Linked DNA regions of Anas platyrhynchos: region 1 is linked to region 2. A link is a contact called in public Hi-C data. All regions are on one chromosome and are shown on one strand. The core of a region is the stretch at or near the end of the contact, and the rest is flanking DNA. Distances in the headings are between cores, read along the strand shown.

Region 1 (6,372 bases), core at 1,483-3,982, 290 kb before region 2:
AAAAAAAAAAAAGAGGCAGGAGTGAGAACACAGTAAGCATCCTGCAAATGAGAAGACTACATACTGCAGTCTTACTACCATTACACAATACAGTAGTATGCAACCAATCTTTAGTAACAGGACACGAAACGAGAGACTCATCCTTATAATTATCATCCACTAGAAAGCAGGAGGGAGGAGGAAGCATCACAGAGATTGTGGTTAGCTCTTGATTAAGAGTTGACTTTTTCCACATACAGTCATCTTCTCCAGAAGAGCCAGAGATTTTAATTGGTATTCTTATTTAGTCTGACCTACAGTTGGACTCCTGGCACCAAACCAGGACTTGGACCACCTCTCTTTTTTTAAATGGAGATCTACCTAGGCAGTATATTCTGAGATGAAAACCTCAATGTTTCTCATAGGACTTCCCAACCAGCCTAAGTATTGCTGGAGAAACCTATACTTGATGCACATCAACTTTTAATATGCTTTTAATATCTTACCTATTGCTTTCCATATGCAAACCTGAAACGGAACTGCCAAAAAGCCAAACGTAGTGATAGAGTAATATATCCAGAATTTGTGGTGAATGACAGCAAATCAGAGTGAAACAGCTGAGATAGTAAGGAGAGAGATGTGAAATACAGAGCAATACCAAAGTCTTTTGAAAGATAGTGTTTAAGCATCTATTGTCCTCTACACGATAAATCAAGAACTAGAGGCTCAAATCAGTTTTCCCTGCACTTGCAGTATGGCTGGGAAAGTTTCTAAGCTGGGGTGGGGCTGTTTTCTGCCCCTGTGTATCTGCCTGCGTTGTGATCGGTTAGCCCGAGCTTCTCATTGAGAGGGCAAGGAAGAAACGAAGGGCAGAGAGAGCTAGGTTTGCCTAGGGAAATGGTTTATCTCTAACCTATTTATGTAATAATAGCTGGTCAAGTTCCATTTTTTATAGCCCTCCATCAATGCAGCCCTTGAGGTGAAGTATTTTTATGATTCAGGTTTCCTTCAGCAGGGAAACGTAGACAGCCACCTAGTCGGCAAGATCATTTCTTATTTACGTTAGAGGAAAGTGGGACAAAACTCTCTACAGGGGACACGTCTTGCTGCTCAGCTGTGGTGCTTATCTCTCAGGATGCTCCGCATGCCTTTAAAATGTCATGAAACGCACAATCCTTCCTGAAGAGTTTCTCTACATCACAGAAATCGGCATTCACCGTACTCTGCCACTGAGACTTACACATGTAAGTCTCACGGCGATTATACGCTGCAACGCCAAGGCAAAAACCCAGCACAACAGCTCGACGTATCGCTTACGCCTCTCCTACTGCTGCTGGGTCTGTTTGGAGCTTTTATTTAAAACTACTCTAATAGAAATTAAAGCTTTGGCAGCCTCGCTACGCTGGCGTAGCTGGTTTCCTACTTACCCAAAGCTCGCACTAAACAAACGCAATTACAGCGGTGGAGGAAAAGGGCTCCTAACGGGCTGCTCTGCGGTGCGCTGAGGACACGCTGCCTGCACACGGCCAGCCGGAGAGCACGTAGTACCACGGCAGGGGCCGGGAGCGAGGAAAAAAAAAAGGAAAAAAAAAAAAAAAGCCAACTCCAAGCCCTGTGCAAAGCCCGAGCCCTCGCAACAGCCGGCACATCCAGGCAGAGGCACCCCCAGAGCAATGCAGAGCGCTACCACGGGCTGCCGCTCTTTCTACAGGAATAACCCAGCCGGCTCTCCACGGCGAATGCAGAACTCCTCACTTCGCGGCTTCTCCCTCTCCCTCAGACTTTCACACTCTCGGCATTTCAGAAATCAAAGAATAAAATAAACGCAGCCGACGGGCGCCCCGGCCGCCAAAACGCTCCCCGAGCGACCCCCGCAGGGGAAGGTCGAGGTCCCCCCCTCGGGCGAGCCTCCGGGAGGCTCCCACCCCTCGGAGGGTTTTGGGGCGGAGAAGGGGGTCGGGGAGCGGGCAGAGGAGCCGGGCTGCCCCCCGAGCTAGCGGCCGCCCGAGGTGGCGTCTCACCTGGCGGCAGGCAGAGGGCTCCGAGCAGCAGGAGGAGGCTGAGCAGCGGGCGGAGGCTGCGGGAGGCGCGGGGCTCCATCATCCCGCCTGCCCGCCGCGGGACCGGAGGGTGAGGAGGAGGAGGAGGAAGAAGAGGAGGCGGCCTTCTTCCCTCCCGCCGCCCAGCACGGAGGCAGCTTGAGCCGCGGCGAGGCTGGGAGGGAAGGAGGGAGGCTCGGTGGAGTCCCGGGAGCCGAGGAGGGCTCGGAGCAGCGAGCGGCTCGGCGGCGGGGCAGGTGGCGGCAGCCGAGCGGCGCTCCAGGACTGAGAGCGGAGGCCGGGAGGAGGAGCCCGGCCTCGGCGCCTCCCCGAGCCGGCCCCCCCGGGGAGGAGAGGGGTGGGCTCGGCTGCCAGACCCCCCGAAGCCGGGCGGGGAGGTGCTGCCGAGATGTGGTACGCGGGGAAAGGAGGGAGCTCTCCTGCGCGCTGCTGGGGTTTGTCCGCTGCTTCTGCGGAAAGCGAGGAGCTGGGGGCTGTGCTGGGCTGCGCTGCGCTGCCTTCTGGCTCGGCTGCCACAGCTGAGCGGCGGTGCGGCGGAGAGCTGGGAGAGGGGAAGGGAGGAAGGGGGAAATAAGCGCCCTGCAGGCACCCGCTGCCTCTCCTCGGCTCGCCCAGCGCCGTGCGAGCAGCCTGCAGCAGCCCCAGCCGGCGTCTGAAGCGAGCCCACAGCCTGCCCGGCACCTACCGGGGTGATTAATGCACGGCATGCGGCCGGCCCCCGGGGACTTTCTGCTAGTGAAACCCAAAGTGACGAGAGCCCTGACTCGCTTCGCCATGTGACGCTGCGAACTTTTAGACAGGAACTTCCCCCCAGAGTCCTGGAAATCAAAGGCGGGCAGTTTATTCTGCAAATGCGTTTGCTCTTCCCAAAGCGATTTTCACGATGACTAAAAACTAAGAGCGCTCACCAGGGCACAGGGAAGGTTTAAATGAGCACAGCCTGTGCGTTTTTTATTCCTCATGTACTGCACTTGTTTCCAGTAAAATGGGGTAAGGATCTTTCACTTGAGGTCTAAAGCACTGCCTTCAGTTCACATCGTCCTTCTGTCCTTCCACATTACCAGTACTACCTTTCTTGTTTCTAAGTCATGCCACACAATCAGTTTAAAAAGTATTTTACTTTCTATATTTGCTGCTCATCAAGCTCTGCCATCCTTTGTTTTCTGAGGAGATTTCTCTCAATGAGCATTTTACTAAGCCGATTACAAAAAATACTACTTTTAAGATCAAGAACCTTTTTTGTCTTCCTTTTAAAGCTGCTTTCGATTTCCAATTCAGGGCTGGTTTTGTTTGTTTGTTTGTTTTCTTCCTTTTTTTCGTGTACGTTTAAAAGCAGTGCTGAGTACCGATTAGTAGGGATATTCAGTAATTTTATTGCTGTAGAGCCTGGAGACCCCTCAAAATCTTGAGAGGCATTGTACAGAATTACCTTGAGGTGATCACCTAATCTAGTTCAAAGTTGTTTTTCTCTTGTTTTCTAACTTCTAGTATGTGCTGGTTTAGCAACAGCTCGGGCTCCATTACACGTTAAGGGCCTAACCCTGCCTTCTTTATTGATATGGACAAGCCTGTTAAAGCCAGTTGGATTGTGAATGGGAGAAAAGATTGAAAAGTCAAACTCTAAAAATGATCCGAATGCAAGCAGTGAAAGAGGAGAGGGCTTGTAGGCCAGAATAATGGTGCACTTAGTGTATGTTTTGTTTTGAGCATGACAATAGTGAGTTCAATTTGTCAGGATCAAACAAATACATGGATTGCTTTGCAGGATTAGAGAAGTAAATAATGCCCAAGCACCTTGTTTTTAAAGCAGATGATTAACTGTTCCCTCATTTGCATCAAAATAACAAATAGTGTATGTTTTCTATCAGTGGGAGAAAGGATGAGGAAATCTGTGTGAATGTGGCAAATAATTTCCAATGGCACGGTGCAGAGACTACAAGGTGAGCTACAGAACCGTGTCTTTCAAACAGCCAGAACTTACAGTGTCATTTTGCAATTTATGCTCACGATAATGTTCAAAAAAAAATAAATATCTTTGATGACTCTTCTGCTCTCATGTCAATTCTGAATGTGTTGTTAAAAGTCTGTAAGAAATATGAGAAATGCGGAAGATAACATTATGGGTGTAACACTTGAAATCAGAAGCATGATTTGTTTCGGGTTTCCCTCACTACTTTGTCATTTCTCTTCAAAGCTGTTTCTACCTTTCACTTGAAAGGAGCTCTTTGAATTCTGAGTAAATAGAAAACATCTCAAGCTCAGATTACTCAAATGTTTTGATAACTTTACAGGAATTTAAATGTGATTAGAAATGTTCAAGATAATTATTAAAGATATCTTTATGTGCTATGTCATTTAAACTGTCCTCAATACTAAGATTTGTAATTAATTCCTTTAATGTCTGTTGGGCTGACAGAATATAGGTTTGTTTTTTTTTTTACAATTTATTTTCTTAGGGCATGCTCCTGTTCCCACTGAAGTTAATGGGAGTATGAGTGAGTCACTGATCTCTTGGGAAAACAGCAACTTCCTGGCTTTACTGTCCAAAGTAAACATATTTTTGAAGGAGTTAAAACAGTTACTAGTATATATATATATATATATATTTTTTTTTTTTTTTTCTTTCTTCTGTAGAAAATAACACTGTTTCAAAAGCACTAATAATAAAAAAAAAAGAAAGCTCTTTGATATATGCTTAATCCTATCAAACCATAGATTCTGTATTTATGTGACAGAGTGGATTAAAAATGTAATCCATTAATAATAGATCATGCATCATAGCAATGAGTTTTTGCTGAGCTGATATACCATTTTCCATTTCCAACGTATGTGTAATGTATGTTCCTTTGGGAGCAAATTCCTAGCACTAATAGTACAGAATATTGTCAACTAGAGCAATACTTGAGACACCTGGTAATTTAATCCATTGTTAATACTGAGTGAGTAAACTTTAGTCTTGGGTGGTTGTTAACATCATGACAATGAAGCAGTACGTGCTATTTTGGCTCAGCGTTCAGCGGTGTGTTCTGCAAAATGGAAGTCTTATATTGTTGAAATTGTCCCTGAGCCTTAAGCAACCACCAAATGCAATGTCCAGTCTTGTGTTTCTGTAAGTTTAGTTCAGTTAGTTTAACTGGATGCTGTTAAATTAGAGGTATTACTTCAGGAGATACATATATGCATATGGGTCTTGTCATTTGTGTTGGTACTCATTGCAACATTTTTTTTAAACCAAGGATTAAACACGAATGTAACCTATGTTGCCAGTTATGACGCTGCTAAAGGCAGCTGCTGTCAGTGAATTATCTGGGATTTGGGTCACATTTTTTATGACAGCTGGGAAATCCACAAGGTGCTTCTTGCTCCCTTAGGCACCCAAGTACCTTTACACACCAGGCTCTGCAAATCTCAGCCAAAGCATGTTGAAGTTGAGTGCAGGCTTTCTGATGACTTTGCTTGATTAAGGGATGAGCCCTGGTAGAACAGTCTTGTTTGTCAGGAGTTCTGCATTGCTCAGTATCAGCACATTAGGATAACTGATAGCAAAGTCTGTCCAAACTACATGAACTGTGTGTGGTAGAGAGTGTCTTTGGGTTGTAAGGTGTTTCAAACCAAGTGCAGGATGCAAGTAGAAGATGGACTAAAACCAGACTGGTGCTAATGATCAACTGTGGCCAATCTTAGCACAGGAAAAAGTTTACTGACCAGGGTTTGAGCAAGAATCTGCAGATTTAGCTGACTTGGATCAAAGTAAATGAGACACAGATATTTGGACTGAATAAATAAATAAACAAACAAACCTAACAAATTGCAGTGGAATAATAGTTGGAATCTGTGTTTCCAATATTTCTTCACTGCAGAAATGATCCCACTCAAAACAATCAGCAAATGGCTGACAGTATTGTTATTATAGTCATCAGCATAGCAATTAGGCTTCGGAAACAAATTTATTTTCCTATTATCCATGTCCAATGCACCTGTTTTTACATAATTTAACTAAAGGACCAGTACTGTACAAACATTCATTAAAATGATATTACACTTACATTATATACAAAATATCCAGAATGCCTTCAGCTGAGACAGTTTTCAGAAAACATGAGTGAGAGGTGGGAGGAAGATATTTGAAGAATCAGTGGTGATTACTGTCTTTAAAAGTTTGTGATTTGCCTTTAAAAAAAAAAAAAAAAAAAAGGAATAAAAGAAAAATACCAGCTTAGAAGCAGCTCTTGTGCACAAGAAGTATAGGTAGAGCCCAAGTGGCTTGACATGTTAACTAAGAAGTTCATAAAGAACAAAACCAATCCAGTTGTTCAAGTTGCACCAGTATATA
Region 2 (7,046 bases), core at 907-3,406:
AACATAAAGCTTCCATTTTTCTAGTCCTACAGTGAGAAGTTAATGAAGAACAGAGTTTATAGCAGGGGAAAAAGAAGGAGAAAAATAAAAAAATATATAAAAAAAAGAGAGAGGGGAAAGAATTGAGGAGGGAGAGAAAAATAGAGAAAATTTAAAGGATGCACGGGGAGAAGGATGGATGTCAAAAGGTTATATGTCAGAAAAATAGTTTTTCAGTTCTGTCTCTCCTGAAAAGTTCACTGGCTTGGAAAAGCTGAGGTCCCAGAAAACTACTACCACAGAGCTTTCCCAAGCAAAATGCAGGATTTCCATTTATTTATTTATTTTTGAATCTCTCTAAACTCACTCCAACCTCCACAAACTTCTTCACAAACACATAGTATTCCTACAGACAATATTTTACATGCACTTTTCTGCAAGGTCAATACTATAGGTATGAGAACAGAGGAAGCAAGAGGAGAAGAATGGCAGATGGAACTAGAAGACCAAAGACAATCCAGTGACTGAGCTGGTTTCTGTGCAGTCTCATTCACTACAACAGTTCTGCCCAATGTTCTGTCTTTCTGTAATTATTTTTTCAAAAAAGTTTCTCAAAGAACATCCCCTTGATGGAAATCATAGGCAAGCAAAATATGCCTACAGATTCAGGCATTTGCCCTATTTACTTCTCTTGCTTTTCACCTAGTTTTTTTTTTTCCACATTTATTTTAAATAAAAGGGACTAACACTTTATCCAGGTAACCTATGGAGTAGTAAACCATAACTGGCTTCAGAAGGAACAAAGGCTTCCAATCATAACAGAATCCTGATGATACTTAATATTTTATTAAACTTGTACTTTTTCCACCCCAGGAAGCAGCACCCCCCAGCCTTTTATTGTTCCACCGCATGACTAATATTATCTGTTTAATCTGCAATTAAACATTCTTAAACATGTAACTTCTCTCCCTTGACAATATACCTACTTTTAAACCTGATTCTTTTCACTACTAAAACATTTTGATGCCAATGATTTTTTTTTCATTATCATTACATTTAGCTTAAGCTTGTACAAAAAGCACAGCAGCATCTCCTTCCAAAATCTGCTTTTAAGGAAAATAAGACTCAGCCAATAATAACAGCCATTTTTTATTTTTTTTTTCAAAGCAGTTCACAGGGGGAGGAGGGGTAATTTTCCAGCATTCTCTCAATTCTGATTACCAGAAGATGCATTTGAATTGTTCGTTCAGCCTTTTGGTCTCAATGCATGCTCTAATGGGGCACTTAGGTGCAGACCCTGAAATATCAAGCTTATGAAATGAAAAAATAATGTCCTGGTGTGTAGAAGCACTCCAAATGAGAAGTAAAAGAATCTGAAGTCTGGATAACTCCAGTTCCACCTTCACTGATACCCATTCCCTGGATGTGTAAGTGGAGGCTGGGTAGGATCATAATAGGTAACAAGCACGAGGCTGTTCTGCAGGAGGCATCATTCTGTGAGTGCTTTGTTCATACACTACTCGATTCCTGGCCGTTTTTAGGGACAGAATCCAGCTGGGCTATCAGGACCTTTAGTCTAATTCATATACTCCTTAGAGCCATCTCACAGCAAGAAAATAGCAGTGATACAAAGTTGCCTTGTACAGGGAACTGAAAGTGTTTGATGCTTCTAAAAATCATGCCACTTGTTCACATACTGATAAAGACCAAAGAAGCAGTTAAAGTCTGGGTGTGTTAGACTCTGTCTGCTCCACATTGCTTCATTACCTTCTGCAATACTGATACAGGGTGTAGTTAAAGTCCCTAAGTTTCCAGAAGAAAAAGGTGAGTGTACTTGATGGGCCTAAGCCCTCTCTTGCTGAAATGATATCACTGACTTCATTAGGCAGCAGAATTAGGCTTGCATTGCTCTGCATGGGCACATTTCAAATCTGTGCTAGCCAGCAGAGTTCTCAGACAAGCGATTAATAGTACTAACCATTTTGGTTAATATCAGGGCAAAGAGACACTCCTTTTGATATGCCATTTAGGTTAAATACATTCTCCTTCTGTTCAACTTGCCTGATACTGCAATGTTAAGCCAAGAACTTATCTAAGTAAAAAGATTAAACATATCTCTGAGGAATGCACAACATCATTACAGTTGAATCATGAGGTTAAAGTGTTGCACTGAGGTTGCAAAATATCAGATAGAGAAGTGAGACTGAAAGGATAAATCCTTACTCATTTAGCATAGTTGCCCTATTCCACCTGCTAATGAAATCAGTATGTAAAGTGCATTGGAAAGGGGATCTGCACGTTAGACGTTTCACTACAAGTTACACTGCAGCCTGCTATGGAAAATGATGGCTTATTGTAATCATTTTTAGGCTTGTTTTTTACTGGGGATCAGAGGAATGTAATTCAAACATAAAGAGAGTTGCCAATAATTCATTCTTGAAGAGCCCTATAAAGATATGTGGCCAATACTGTGGCCTCTTTCAGGAAAAATAATGGTCAGACATTTTGCATGAAATTATCATTTCATTAATGTACCGATCGTTCCAAATGCTTTCAGACTTAAGTATGAATTAAACAATATCATATTCATCTTAGAGCTGTAGATACAAGCCTCATCAACTGCCACAGCATTATATTTTACTCGCCTCTGGAAGCAGACTTGTGTTTTGATCATTAAAAAGCCCAATGTAGAAAAGCACTTCATCACATACTTAAGCAGTTTAGTGGAATAGGGTCTAGGGTGGGTGCTAACCCTCTTCACTGGTAAGCATTTCAAAATCACGCAGACCAATTTTAAAACAATTAAGAAGACACTGTAAGGTAAGACTGCATCAGAGTAATTAGAGTGCACTGTAACTGGGTATTATTAGGGACACGGGAATATTTTCCAGACTTTCCCATCAAAATACACACATAATCTAAATGTAATATTCCTTTAAAGCACCACATTCTGCAGATGAGAAATACTGCCCAACATAGCTTTACAAATTTTTTGATTGTTAGGAAATTAGTGTTTCTGCTACATTTTGCGTTATGCAAGCTGAATATACCAATACTTAAGTTTTAAGCTGCTAGAGACATCTCAAAGTGAACGTTTAACCAATTGTCAGACAAAAGGTGTACTGGAAACTGATCACCAAAATAATTTAATTTGGGCATTAAGTACATGATTTAAGTGCTGTCCAAACAAAATTCTCATGTCCTTATGTAGTGGCCTTTCCTTCTCTTAGGAGAGGATGAAGATTTCAGTGAAAGAGCTGATAGCTGTCTCAGAAAACTGACTGTGGGATATGTAAGGACTATATTTTCCATGAAGGCTGAGCTTCTGGTCTCACCGTGCAACTGCTGGGATTGTGATTCCCAGGTTCATTTGCCTTAAGCAGGCTCTAAACACAGCCAAGAGAAGCAGTAGCCTAAATTCTTCCAGCACTTAGTCCTTGTTGTCCTAATCCCTGAAAAACAAGTAGTTTCCTACACACCAAGATTAATGAGCCTCATTTCCTGTAAATTTATGGGTCGTAGCTAATTGGCTTCGTCTTTTGGGAAAGTAAAAGAACCACCTTAAGTTTCTCTTGAAGTTGTAGCTCCTATGTGGGCTTTTTTTTTTTTTTTTTTTTCCTCCAAGTGAATGTCTAATAAGGATTCAATTCTTCCTGTTTCCTCTTCCTCATTTTTCAAGGCACTTTTTTTTTGTGTGTGTGTGCACACTCTTCCACATATTATTTTCTTGTAATTTTTAGCAATGCTGTTATGTTCTACTCCACAAATTGAATTGTACAAGATGACACTATATCAGTAGTGTGAGTACAAATGATGCAAGAAGAGAAGTTTTGCTTCCATAAAAACAAACAAACAAACAAAAATCAGATTTTGCAGGACAGCCTAGGTCTGCAGAACAAACAATCTCCTATTCCAGAAAGTAGGAGTCAGGAGTTCAGGAAACATGAAAGTGAAGATTAGACACCACAAAGAGCTAAGAACTGGAACCCATATCTGCTGCATAACTAAAGATACTGGAATGTGGATTTCTGCCTGAAAAGATAACATTTTCTCAACATCCGTAACCAGCAGTCTTCAAAAACATTTAGATTCAGTTGCATTCTTACAATGTTGTTTATTATCTATAGAATATGTTTCATTACACAGAAATCATCGCTAGCACCTGGAAACCAGAAGAGTGGCAAGAGACCATCATCATCGCCTTGTACCACTTGGGGATCTTCAGAGAATTGCTGGTGTGATCTTCCATTCCCCTCTCATCCTCTAGCCCTCCAAAACTTATGCTTCTCAAGTCAGCTCCTGAGCCACCTCCTCCTCCCCCCTTTGTCCCCTGTGAGTTATTTAACCTTCGTGTGTCTTAGGTTCCCCTCCTGCACAATGAAGTCAGTGTTATGCTAACGCAAACACCACCTGCAGCTATCCTGATGGATACTCGAAAACTCTGGGGTGTGTTATTAGCTGTAGTTTATAGATGGGAAAAAATCAAGACTGAGAGAATTTAAGTGCCTTGACCTGACAGGAATCATGGTCCAGTGACTTCACATCAGCCTTACACGACAGCACACACCGAAATACAAGGGTTTATGTAACTGGGTTATAGAAAAGCAACAGCGACTTCTGTTGGTAGGGCTGTCACTTGCTCAACAGGCTAGTTTAATTCTGACATAACCTCCCTATTTCAACTCCTTCAGCAACCTCTGTTTACTGTGATCTGGCAAGTCCAACAGCTTACTGCTAGTTTGCAGAATGCTTTGGGAGTGTGGTTTAAGCTTTAAGATTGCTGACAGTCTTCTAAAGGCTTTTATGTGCCTTGATGGATGAGGAAAGAGGCAGCAGAGAATGAGAGAAGAACATGGGATGCTTCTAAAAAATGGCTTTGGAATTTTCAGAGTACAGAGAAGAAAGGTTTGAAGATTTCCATTTTTTTCCCACAAAGAAAACTAGAGGTATATCAAACATATCCCTTCAGTCATTTTTAAGAAAGAAAGCTACCATGCAGAAATATCCATGAAAAGGAACAAATGAGTAAATGCAAGCAAAGAGTTCCTAAGCCAGAGCAACTCCTGAAATATCTGTTTAATATGCTCCATATCTGAAATATTTACATGCATTCAACCTCAGATGAAATTTTACAGTGGTTGTCTTATGTAACCACAAGGTTGCAATAACAAGTCTGAAGGTGACAAAAGCATGAATGAATGTGGTAAGCTCTTTATGCATGAAAGAAACAAGGCCAACAAAGACCTAAAAAAATAGCTTCAGTTTGTTTTTCGGGCACCTAAGGCAATGGACTACCTAATAGCTTTTTTTTTTTTTTTTTTGGTGCTGGGTTTGCATTACTGCAAACCTTTACAGCCTTATATTGAATTCTAAAAGTGAATCAGAGACTTGCCTCTGCGTTTTGCAGACATAATTCAAGAGGCAGAGAAAGAATTATTTAACAGAGAAAATGAAAATATTATTTTATTAGGATTATAGTCACAAGTGAACAAGGGAAAGAAAGCAATTAAAGTGGGAAACATGGATATTTTAGTAGAAAATAAGACACATCAAATATTATAAAAGCCACAGCAACTTAACATGGACCACCTATATGCTTCATAATTTAAGTATGGATATAATTTTATAAACATACACAAACCAGAGGGGTATAAGTGTATAGAGACACACTGATTTAAACAGATCTGTGCAACATTCTGTTTCATTATTATTAGTTGTTGATGGTTTTGGGGAGAGAGGATCCTGCCTAAAACAGTTTCTTGTTTATACTCTTCATAACATTAAGAGACAGAGGAAAGTTTAACCAAAGCTAAAATGAATGCAATGATTTTTTTGAGGGCATTTACAGTTAGGGAGTTTATCTTAAACAGAACTAGAGGACCCAGGACTAGAAAACATGATGCAAGTTCCTAAGGCCAGTCTCCCCTCCACTGCATTCAGCCATGTCATGTAATCTCATTCATGACATCTACTGAAATTTCCCACATGCACATTCAGCCCTTGTCTTCCAGCACTCTCAGTCCTGTGCTGGATGGAAACCTGATTTTCAGTCTAAACTGTGATTCATGGCCAAATTATGCCACTTCATCTTTTATCAACATAGTCTTTTCACTTTTACAGCTTGCACTTTCCTTCGTGATTATGAAGAGCAACCAGATCCTTCTCAGATTCTGTTCTGCTAGGCTAAGCACACCAAGCTTTTTAGCCTCTTTGTGAGATAACTCTTCAGTCTTTCAGTGATCTAAACTTTTTTTTTTTTTCCCCTTTTACATAGCCCAGCTTCAGTTCTTCTTCTTGAATAAGACACTTACTACATAAGAGGCATTTGCTTTGTCAGTGACCTGTTCCTTGAACAATGGCTCTGACACATTCCCTGCCACTTCCACCACTAACACCCTCCCAATACACCTGTGCATCAATCAGGCCTGCCTTCCTCATGGTTGAAAGGCATGAGGTTATCATCACCATCTGTGGGTCAATTACTGCATACAGATCTCCCCCTTTTTTCCAAGTGCTAATACCAGAATGATGGCACCTATAATATCCCTTACTATAATACGGTGTCTCAGCCCACGTGTTGTGGGTCAACACCAGCAGGCAGAAAAGCACCACGCATTCACTTGCACACTCCCTGCCAATTGAATGGGAGAATCAGACAAGTAAAAAGTGAGAAAATTCATGGGTTGAGATAAAAACAGATAAAGCAAAAGCTGTGCACACAGGCAAAGCAAAACAAGGCATTCACTACTTCCCATTGGCAGGCAGGTGTTCAGCCACTTCTAAGAAGGCAGGGCTCAACATGCATCATGGTTTCTTGGGAAGACAAATGTTCTAAATCCAAATATCTCCCTTCCTCCATATCTTCCCCCAATTTTATTGGGGAGCACGACATCATGAGGTATGGAACATCCCTTTGCTCAATGGGGCCAGCTGTTCTGTGTCCTCTCCCAGGATCTCATGCACCCTCAGCCTTCTTGTGATAAGGCAGCATGAGAAGCAGAAAAGACCTTGTCTCTGTGTAAGCACTGCTCTGCAACAACTAAAACACCGATGTGGTATCAACAGTG

The links. A called contact is a pair of places that touch in the nucleus more often than the background predicts.
Region 1: a contact with region 2 is called in a Hi-C map of subcutaneous adipose tissue, with 2.7 times the contacts expected there. The contact joins the promoter of ALCAM here to the enhancer-like site in region 2. A contact is called at or near these places in 3 of 8 Hi-C or Micro-C datasets (F1 follicle, skeletal muscle and subcutaneous adipose tissue).

Annotation. Positions count from the first base shown.
Region 1 is chr1:91,336,936-91,343,307 of IASCAAS_PekinDuck_T2T, reverse strand. ALCAM (activated leukocyte cell adhesion molecule) reads right to left here and starts at 2,732. Exons shown (of 16, transcript XM_072024046.1): 1 at 2,001-2,732. The coding sequence starts at 2,082.
Region 2 is chr1:91,050,656-91,057,701 of IASCAAS_PekinDuck_T2T, reverse strand. The region is part of intron 2 of LOC110352526 (a long non-coding RNA gene); the gene reads right to left. Among named protein-coding and RNA genes, the nearest start is that of ALCAM, 290 kb to the left of the region's middle. Within about 2 kb of position 2,156, at least 1 of the 8 cell types and tissues checked has an H3K27ac peak or open chromatin away from gene starts, as enhancers often do.